Linked DNA regions of Mus musculus: region 2 is linked to region 1. Evidence: chromatin contacts called from public HiChIP or PLAC-seq data. All regions are on one chromosome and are shown on one strand. The core of a region is the stretch at or near the end of the contact, and the rest is flanking DNA. Distances in the headings are between cores, read along the strand shown.

The links. HiChIP or PLAC-seq counts read pairs in DNA pulled down with a chosen protein or histone mark.
Region 2: a BATF HiChIP or PLAC-seq map of CD8 T cells shows a contact between it and region 1, with 13 read pairs. The contact joins the promoter of Ccr9 here to the enhancer-like site in region 1. A contact is called at or near these places in 1 of 39 promoter capture datasets (macrophages), 1 of 15 datasets of contacts at CTCF or cohesin (CD8 T cells), 36 of 484 Hi-C or Micro-C datasets (2-cell-like embryonic stem cells, the AML12 cell line, B cells and 21 more), 12 of 115 datasets of contacts at active chromatin or transcription factors (CD8 T cells, the HPC-7 cell line, the SCID.adh cell line and 7 more) and 5 of 9 other capture datasets (adipose tissue, embryonic stem cells, liver and 2 more).

Annotation. Positions count from the first base shown.
Region 1 is chr9:123,732,338-123,737,414 of GRCm38.p6, forward strand. No RefSeq gene overlaps it. Among named protein-coding and RNA genes, the nearest start is that of Lztfl1, 17 kb to the left of the region's middle. Within about 2 kb of position 2,019, at least 11 of the 459 cell types and tissues checked have an H3K27ac peak or open chromatin away from gene starts, as enhancers often do. A contact at or near this core is called in CD8 T cells, the SCID.adh cell line, Th1 cells and 1 more, where this site is marked.
Region 2 is chr9:123,765,184-123,770,260 of GRCm38.p6, forward strand. Ccr9 (chemokine (C-C motif) receptor 9) reads left to right here and starts at 2,028. Exons shown (of 3, transcript NM_009913.6): 1 at 2,028-2,124. It overlaps Gm17021 (a long non-coding RNA gene), which reads right to left. Exons shown (of 2, transcript XR_380030.3): 2 at 1-4,795.

The sequences.
Region 1 (5,077 bases), core at 769-3,268:
ACTCACTCCATAGGAACCAGTGGTGATTTTCTCACTTTAATCTTGAAAATCACTAGTTTTCTTCTGCTGTTAGGAGAGATTTTCAAGTTAGGTCTCCCCAGCCAATTCCAGAGAAGTCCATTGCCAGCATGTTTACACTTGCCTCTCCTTTGAGCCTATTTCTTCTGTGCTTTTACTGGAGATGATTTTTTTAGAGACAAGATATTAAAGAAAGTGACAAATCTGACCAGGGCCCAGCACACTGCTATGTGTGAAGTGTTTTCAGTGTGAAGGCAAGGACAACTTCCAGAAATAAAAACAAGCCTGGGGAGTGGGGCTTACCCAAGGCCAATGTCAGCACTGAGAGTGCTTGTGGGCACTGGAGTTGTTTTGAAAGACTCAAAATGAAAGGACAAAACCCTGACAGAGACAGAAACTTCAGAGGGCAAAAGTTTAAGAAGGGATTTATTTTTAATGTGAAGAGAGAGGGTAGATTATGAGTAAAACTAAAAACTGTAGTTCAGATACAAAGCTCTAGGAAGTCCTAAGCTTTGTGTTTTGCTGCCTGGTTGTCTATTCTGGGTCAGAAGCTAGCCAGGTATACCTGCCTGGTAACTAGAAGATGTTCTGCTAGTCTAAGAGAAAGATCATTGGATGTGTGCAGAGGAAAGATGAAGGATAGATTGCTGGCACTAAAAGAGTTGGTTTGCATGTATTGTGCATACAAAGGTATATTTATGCATGTGTTTTTACACTGATGCCAGAGGCAAAATCAAAAACCAGTAGGCACATTGCTGAGAACAAAAACTCTCACCATTTTTTTTTTTCAGTACAAACTAAAACAGGCAACTGGTTTAAGGTCCACGACTTTCTAAGGCTTTGTGAATCGCATCTTTCTGTATAACCAATTGAAAGAATTTACTCATCTTTTACCTAAAAAAGAAACCTGCTCATAGAAGCTGAAAGCTGGCAGGGAAGTGCTCAGCTTGTTATAAATGTGTTCTATATAAAGTTCCCCCTTTTGTGGCTAGCCTAAAGTTCTGTGCTATGGTTGAAATACTTCTTAATTTTTATTTTATGGGTATAAGTGTTTGCCTGCATATACGTATTTGTATCACATGTATGGGTCGTACCTTCTGAGGCCAGGAGAGGACATTGGATCCCCTGGAACTGGGCTTACAGATGCTTGCATTTTGCTTTTTGAGTTCTGGGAACCAAATGTGGATTCTCCACAAGAACAGCAGATGTTGGATTTCCCATCTGATGGTTATTATCTTTGTTATGGAGCTCACTTTTTGATTGAAGATATAAATATCACACATGGCTGATTATGAAGTTTAGGTGACCAAGTTTGTTAATTTGTCCAGCAAATGCACACTGTATATGTGATATGCATGCCAGGCACCAGCTAAGGCTCAGGGTCACAATAGTGAGATAGATGGGTACCTGCTCTTGAGAGCCAAAGTGAGTAATAAGCCTAAGCACACTGATTCTATGGATTGATTTTCCTTTGAAGAAACTCACAAATTCATGTTAGCCTCCAAATCCTCCATCTGTAATACCAGAAATGCATAGAAGAGCCAGAGAATGCTTCAATTTTGCTCCAGGGTGACTGATAGACAGACCTGAGCTGTGTACAAAGTGAGGTGCTATGGTGCTGTGATCTCTCTTCAGGCATACCTCCTTAGGGAGGGGAACAGAGGTGATACAAGACAGTCAAACTGAAACCCATTATGGTATCATGCAGGGTGTGGAAGATACAAGATTCTGGTCTTTTAACGATGATATTGGGTCTGGGCAGTGTTTTCCCCTCAAGCCACAGTGAAGAAACACTATCTTACTAGAGGAATTATCTAGAAGGAATACTGCTTCTCTGGTTTTTACTATTTTGACATATGGGAACGAAGAAAGGCTAGACCTGATCAAACTGCCACTAAGGAAAAAAATGGTTTTTGTGGCTTGGAAACTTCTTAAAGTGTGGGCCAATCAATGCCTTTGAACTCAGGCTTAAGATTCTCTACTTGTTGCTTGTACAGTCACTGGCGGTTAGGAAGGATGCCCAGCATGGCCTGCAGCCTTCCTTCAGAGGGGGAATTCTCTTGTATCTTGATGCAGGCAGAACACACACACACACACTCACACACACACACACACACACACACACACACACACACACACACACACACACACGAGATGGATACTGTTGGCATTTCACCTAGGCTCCACCTCATAGTTGTCTGGCAACAGTCAGGTATGCCTGACTCACTATAAAAGGGGCTGCTTGCCCCTCCTCTCTCTCTTGCCCTCTTTTCCTCTTGCTCTTGTTTCCTTACCTTCTTACCACTCTCTCCCCATTCCCCTCCCCCTTTCTCTCCACGTGCTCATGGCCGGCCTCTACTCCTCTATTCCTCTCCTCTCCTCTCCTTCCCCTGCTCCTCCTCCTCCTGTCTCTGTCTCTGTCTCTATCTCTCCTTTTCTCTGTCTCTGTTGCCCCCTCAACTCCCATCCATATGCCCTAAATAAACTATTCTCAGGGGGAAGGGATACCTCAGCAATGGCCCACAGAGGCACCCCGTTTCCCCACATCATACTGCACTTCCACCAAACATATCCCTGGCTTCTCTTTCATTTTATAAAACACAACGGATACCCTGCTAGTTGATTTGACCATTGTGTTGTGAGAAAGGCATGCTTCCTCTTTCCAGAATGCTTTGTATTATACTTGGATCCTCCCTTGTTCTGAAATTTGGTTTTATGTGAACTCAGTTTTGTCTGTATTGGAGTCTGGTGAGAAAAATATTATCATGGGATCCAAGAATACTCCAATAAAGAGACATTTGCTGAGTGTATAATTCATAGCTCCACAAAGATACTCCTAAAAGAAAAAGACAGAAACTTATCTGAGGAAGCTTATATCAACTCTGACATCATGCAATGTACATGGAGATATATTTAATGCCTTTTGAGTGGGAACGATATTTCTTTTTGTTTGTTTTTTGTTTTTTTTTTTCATGGATTGAATGACTTATTATTATTAAGATGTCAATACTAACAAAAACTACCTATAGATTTAACTTAATCCCTATCAGAATACACTGCCTTTTTTTGTATTCTTTCGAAATGTCATAGATGTATGCAATGGATCTTGATTGCACTCAATCTTGACTCTTTCTCACCTACTTCACCTGGTTCTCCGCCCCAATACATATCCCTTCTAGCTTCAAGTCTTCTTTTTATAAACCACTAAGTCCTCACTGGTGTCCAAGTGCACATAGCTGTTGGGAGGTTTACTGGGACATGGGCAATCTGCTAGTGGCTACCCTGTAAAGGAAAGCTACTCTGTATCCCAGAGAAGGCACTAATTGCCAATACCTACTCAGCTGATCTTAGGCCTCAGGAGCCTCTTCTGCCTCCATCTTGGAATCTTTTACTAGCATGATTTTATGCAGGCCTTGTGCAGATAACTACAGTTAGCATGTGTTCATATGTGCAACTATCATGTCAGGAACAGAAGACAAGTTTTGCTGCAATCATCTACTTCCTCTGACACTTAGCATCCTGTCTCCTCTTCTTCAGTGATCCCCGAGCTGTGGATGATGGGAGATTGATACAGAGGTCCCATCTATGGATGAGTGCTTACAGTCACTTACTCTGAGCACTTTGACCAGCTATATGAATCTCTTCATTAACTGCTACCCACAGCAGTAAAAAGCTTCTCTGGCCAAGGTTGAGAGCAGTACAGATCTGGGTAGCTGGATACGATGCACTTTCTTCCACCTCACACTTGAGAATTTGGATCAGTGTGTAGAAATTGGGATGCTAACAAGTTCTTCAATTGATTCTGAACCCAGTGATTCAAAGATGCCATCGTAAGTGAACACACTGAGGCACAAATGTTGATATAAAACCTCGGATCTTGCCAGGTCTGGTATGTCCTGCTCATCAATCCTCCTGGTGGGGAAGATAAAGCAAAGAAAGCTTTCTAGAAGTAACTATGATGGATGAAGTGGCTGCTGAAGAAAAGAGTAAGATTTTCAAATACAGCAATAGGGAAGACTGCTTTTCTTTTCTTTTATTGAAAATGGATTCTTTTCTCATAAAATATATCCTGATTATAGCTTCCCTCTCTTTATTCCTACTGATCCATGAGCAAGGAAGATCTTTACATCTTTTGATATCTTCTTCAATTTCTTTCTTCAAAGACTTGAAGATGTTTTTAAAATTGAATATTTTCTTTATTTACATTTTAAATGTTTTCCCTTTTCCAGGTCTCTCCTTTGGAAACTCCCTATCCCATCCCACCTCCCCCTGCCTCTATGAGAGTGTTCCCCCACCCACCCACCTATTCCTGCCTTTCCTCCCTGGCATTCCCCTACACTGGGGCATTGAACACTCTCAGGACCAAAGACTTCTCCTCCCACTGATGTCCAACAAGGTCATCCTCTGCCACATATGCAGCTGGAGCCATGGGTCCCTCCATGTGTACTCTTTGGTTGGTGATCCAGACCCTGGGGAACTCCGGGGATCTGGCCAGTTGACACTGTTGCTCCCTCCATGGGGCTGCAAATCCCCTCAGCAATTTCAGTCCCTTCTCCAACTCCTCCATCAGGGACCTGGCACTGAGTCCAATAGTTGGCTGCGAGCATCCTCACCTGTATTTGTCAGGCTCTGGAAGAGCCTCTCAGGAGACAGCAATATTAGGCTCTCATCAGCAAGCACTTCCAGGCATCCACAATAGCTTCTGGGTATGGTGGCTGTATATGGGATGGAACCCCAGGTGGGACAGTCTCTGGATGGCCTTTCCTTCAGTCTCTGCTCCACACTTTGTGTCCATATTTTCTCCTGTGAGTATTTTGTTCACCCTTCTAAGAAGCACTGAAGCATCCACACTTTGGTCTTCCTTCTTCTTGGGTTTCATATGGTCTGTGAATTAAATCTTGGATATTCCAAACATTTGGGCTAATATCCACCTGTCAGTGAGTACATACTGTGTGTGTTCTTTTGTGACTGAGTTACCTCCCTCAGGATGATATTTTCAAGTTCCATCCATTTGCCTGTGAATTTCATGAAGTCATTGTTTTTAATAGCTGAGTAGTAC
Region 2 (5,077 bases), core at 778-3,277, 33 kb after region 1:
AATATTAAAGAAGGAGGAGAGCCAGACTGTCAGTGCATCTGGAGAGCAGTGAACTGAAGCAGACTTTTCTTTTCTGCTAGAGACAACTCCAGAACACAGTTTATGAGAAGGAGCAAAGGAGGATCAGATGAGTCTATTGGCTTCAGCAGCAAGGCCAATGTCAGTTTCTGTTATAGATACTGGGACTTGTAGACAGCAATTCTGGATTCCAGTTATTCACTAGAGACCATCAGTTACTGGTACTAATAGCTGGCCTGGTTACTGAGGACACGGTGTTCTGCTTTCTAGAGCCCATCTTAGGCAGGATGAAAGGGGGTCACCAGCATCCTACTGTCACCCAGTTCTGAATTCTAATGGCCAATGCAGAAGTCCAGCAAAGACACTGAAAGGATGGAGCTTTTCTTGCAAGGGATGAACCAAACTAGACAACTAAAGAGGCACCTCAGTGGCCCTGGGTTCCTTTGAGAGTCCAGAAACTCTCTCTGGGATGTCCTTGCCTTTTCCTGACTCCCCAGCCTCTTCAATATGTCCAAGAAGAGGGTTGTTGTGAGTGAGAGTAGGACCTCTTCAGATTTGCTTTCTCTTAGACCGTGGGGCCCATGTGGAGGAAGGGGTCTGACTTTTATTCCTCACTGCATCCATCTCCTTCCATCTTTGAACCACCTCTTCTGGCTTTCTGATGTACTTGCACTGGTTCCTTGCCATACTCTAACTCGGGGAAGAGACAGGTCTCAGAGAAGGAAGTCTTAACAATTCTAGTCTCTCCCTCCAGGAGGCTTTCCAGGCACAAGGCAAACAGCAAGTTCACTGCTATCTCTGCCTAAAGGTGGCCAGAAGGTCAGGGCCTAGAGCATGCTCTTCCTGCTGCTCCCTTCTTTTCTCTCAGTAATTGACACAGCATTGGACACTGTCAGAGACTGGTAGTACACTAGTTATGCACATGAATGTGGGTTGAGGGAAGGGAATTTCTTGGCTTACTCACACCATGGTTCCCTGGAGGTGATGAATCAATTGCATCTTTCATTCTTACTACTCAGGTCTTTCAGCCTTTCCTATGCTTATTAACCTTTTGCCACTGAGATATAAATTAGGACAAATCATGAAATCTCTTTGTTCTGTACTAGGAGGGGGTGATTGCTGGGCTATATGTCTGGGAGTAACACTGCACTTAGTGCACAGGATGCTAAACACATCAAGAGGAAATTAGTCTTCTAGAATGAGCTGTGATTTGTATATTTCAAATATAAAAAGGAGTTTTAAAAAAATGATGACAACAGGGAATCTTCACTATAACTGTGGCCCTTTAAGAAGATATCACCTGTGAGTTTCTATAAAAAATATAACATTTGCATGTTGAGACTTTTCAAAACTTTACTGAAACACCTGTGATTCATAAAGACACTTTAGCTCTCAATGTTAACATATGTGTAAAACTTTTCTGAATTTAAGGTGTCCTTGGTCCTTCATAATCTGTTCCAAGCTGCCTATCACATACAGAACTTTCTGAGGTAACAGCATCCGCAGAGTGCTCTGCCATGTCATAAATGTTAGGCATCTGTACTATCCGTCATCTGTAGCAGCCATGGGTGCATGTGTTGAGTGTCACTGCAGAGGTGCTCCCCATTATAGTTTCCATTTCAGTGGGAACATTTGGCTGGTAGCTATAGAACTGGGCAACACAGGTCTCTCAAGGCCTCAAAGGACACATCTTGATAGACAGTATAGAGGTAGTACCTCACATATACTTGTTCTTATAAATGTGTGCCTCTGGCCAGGACTCCCCATGTCTCCGGCTCCTGTATCGGGGGCCTAAGAAGACAATTTGCTCTTAGACTCTGTGTGTACATTGTCCACACTGAAGATGGTTAATCCTTAACCCTGGTGGTCCTTAGCTTTGCATTTCTGGCTGCAAATGATAGATGTGTGTTACTAGAATCTGCAGCAGGTGGCTCCCCACCCTTCTGGGTTACTCCGCCAGTGACAACACAGGCAGAGGTGGCCTGGCTTCCTTTTTGGTGTGTTTTAGCGGATAGCTGTCTGCTCAGAACCCACAGAAGCCTTCTCATCCCAGGCAGCTGCAGTGGTCCTCTCCCTACAGACCCAGACTCTGCACTTCCCCTCCTGGTGAGTAGATCCTTCCCTTCTTCTGTGCCTTAGACATCACCTGTGTACTTGGCTATATGCTGCCACCAACGCATCTATATCCCATGAGTGCACTCATCTGTTCAGATGTCATGTGTACCATGCTCTTTGCTAGAAAGTTCCAGTATGGCTCAGGCTTCTTGTAGGGTGAATGAAGAGTCTCCCTCTCGGAACACAGTGAAGGTCAAGCTCAATAGCATTGTTTGTGATTTGTACCTTCAAGGGAGGAGAAACAGTGTTGGGACAGGTAGCAAGGGGGTTTCCAAAAGTCTGAGAAGGGTGACAACCTTGGGTCTGAGAGACTGGCCACAGAAAGGACTTTTATAGCAGAGAAACCTTGGGGACCAAAAACTTGACAGGAGTGCAGTAGACTATGGTTCGTTAGACAATGAAGTGCTCAGTTGTTTAACTCCATGTCAAACTCTGTGCTCAGTACATGAAGTGTGGCCCAGGAAAGACAGACTAAAACATATATATTTATAAAACTATGTGTGGTGTGATTCCCTTCGCACTGGTACATGTTTATGTGCTATTAAAGGGACAGTACGAAGACACGGCTCAGAAATCTAACAATGGCTAAACTGGAAAGTGATACTTGACTTTGTATTTTTCCCTCGTTTATATTTATAAAGAGAGAGAGTGTGTGTGTGTTTGAAGTTTTGGATCTTTTTGTGCATTGTGAAAATATTCTTTGTTGATCAGAAAAGAAGCCAAGTTATTTCAAACGACCCATCCATAGAAAATTGGCATGCCCTTTCTTTTACAACATGTCCACATTCTTCTGTTCTAAAAAGAATTTAAAGATTTATTATACTTTTAATTACGCATGTGCACATGTGAGAACCGGTGCTTGAAGTACTGATGACTGTGTGAGTCTTCTAACATAGCTGAAATTCATACTTAGGTCCTCTTCAAGACACGTATTATATCTGTTCTTAGTTGCTGAGCCATCTCTCCATGACCTCCACACTCTCATTCTTCAGTTCTTAATTAGCCTGCTCTATAGCCAGCCAGTAGGTCATAGCAACTGTTGCTGAGCTAGTGATCTGGACCTGCAGGCAACCACTACCAAGGGAATCTGTCTCTTTAGCCTCTTTGCCAAACAATCCAAAATAATGGTCATTCCAGCATCTGGAGTTTCAGAGCCCTCTTCTTCCAATTTCTGTCCATTCTTATCAATACTGTAGACTCATGCTCACAGGTCCCAGGGAAGTGAGCTCCTGACTCAGACTTTGTGAATAGGTCTGATGGTAGATGACTCAGAGTCCTAGAGCTACACACACACACACACACACACACACACACGCTAAAATGATTCAACTCATGAGTACCAAGTAGGACAAAGGTCAAAGTATAGACCTGGGTTCATAGCTCCTGTTCACAGTGTGACCTACTATGATTGGTAGTAGCACTGGATGTGATATAGGCAGTGACAAGCCATCTCTATCTGATTTTTCTGTTAGTTTCTTAAGGGAAACAGAATAGGAAAGTAATGGCAGAGTAAGGATAGTTTTAGACTGACCTACCTCATAGGCAGTTTTCACTTCTGTAGAACGAGCAGCTTTCCTCTGTCTCCTGAACATTATGCTTTCAGGTTTCATGTCTTAGCTGATGAATTTTTCCTACCACAGAGCAATGTTTCCTCACCTCATCCCATGATTCTACACCCTTCAAACCTCCAGGGTCAGCAAGAGTTACTTTCTCAGTGAAGCCCTTCTATTCATACCCTGGTGTTGAAAGGAGGATTCACTTTTCCTTTCCCATAACCTCTCAGGACATTGCTTTTGTGTCATTTCCAGCCTTAACCTCCCCACTGAGCTTGCATGTGAGCTCCTTGGGGGTGTGAATTCTCACACATAGTGCTTACACCTAGCTAGTATGCAGCACACCTAGCCACCGCTGTGAGATGAAGGTGATCTCAGCTCTCACAAAGCCATATTCTGAACAGAGCATTTGCATAGCCTGCTTCTCCATTGTCCATGCAGTCCTGGGACCAGGAGGGACTGTCATTGCCCCATTTCCTAACTGAGAAATCCAGGCTCCGAGAGGACTCTTGTTGCCAAGCCTCACTGACAGAAAGGATTAATCAAAGGCAGAGGAGCTATGGTATCTGGTCCAGTGCTCTCCCAGCAGTCTGGCCTGTCATCTAGATAGACTCTGCTGTCAGGAGGTCGTAAGGAGAGTGAAGAGCAGGTCAGTGTGGAGTCGACGTCTGCTCAGTCCTGGGAGTTTCATGGTTCCTTCCCTCTCTGTGTGTTTTGTCATATGTGGGCTTTCCTAGTTCTTCTTCCCCTCCGGCCCCCATCCCTCCTCAAGGCGAGAAGGAAATGAAAGCTGGGTCTGTGACTAGCTGTGTAGAATACATTTGACCAGTGTCTGGACAAAGATTAAAGAGGAACCAATGTAAAGTCCAAGGCTGCCTGTAGTTCACGTACTACTTCAGGGAGGAGTGCCTGTTTGTTTTCTCCTTTTGTTCTCTTCAAATTTCCTGTGTGCCAGAAGTAAACTCATAACGGAAGAAAGAAGAATCTTTTAAGAAGCTAGTGCTGGATTTCCACCACAGCTGGAGCAGGCTTTAGAAGCAGATGTGTTGAGCAGAGGACACTTGGCTGTTACGTCTTTTCCTTCCTTCTTTCTCTCTCTCTCTCTCCTCCTTTAAAAAAACTGACAAGTTATTTTTATGATCGCTCTTACAATTTCACACACTTGATAAACATTCTAATGCACTACAAAATTTATAAGAAGGATCAAGTCTAATTTTTCACTATTGATCATGGGTTAGGCTTTTTCAGAATGGCTTCTGTTCCAAGAATGGCACAAGTTCTTGTATATGTATTTTAAAGATCAAAAAGCATAGTCTTGTACAATTTACATTTTAATCTAATAATTTTAGTGACCTTGTTTTTAATGGGCCTGGAGCATTTCTTCTTTTTAA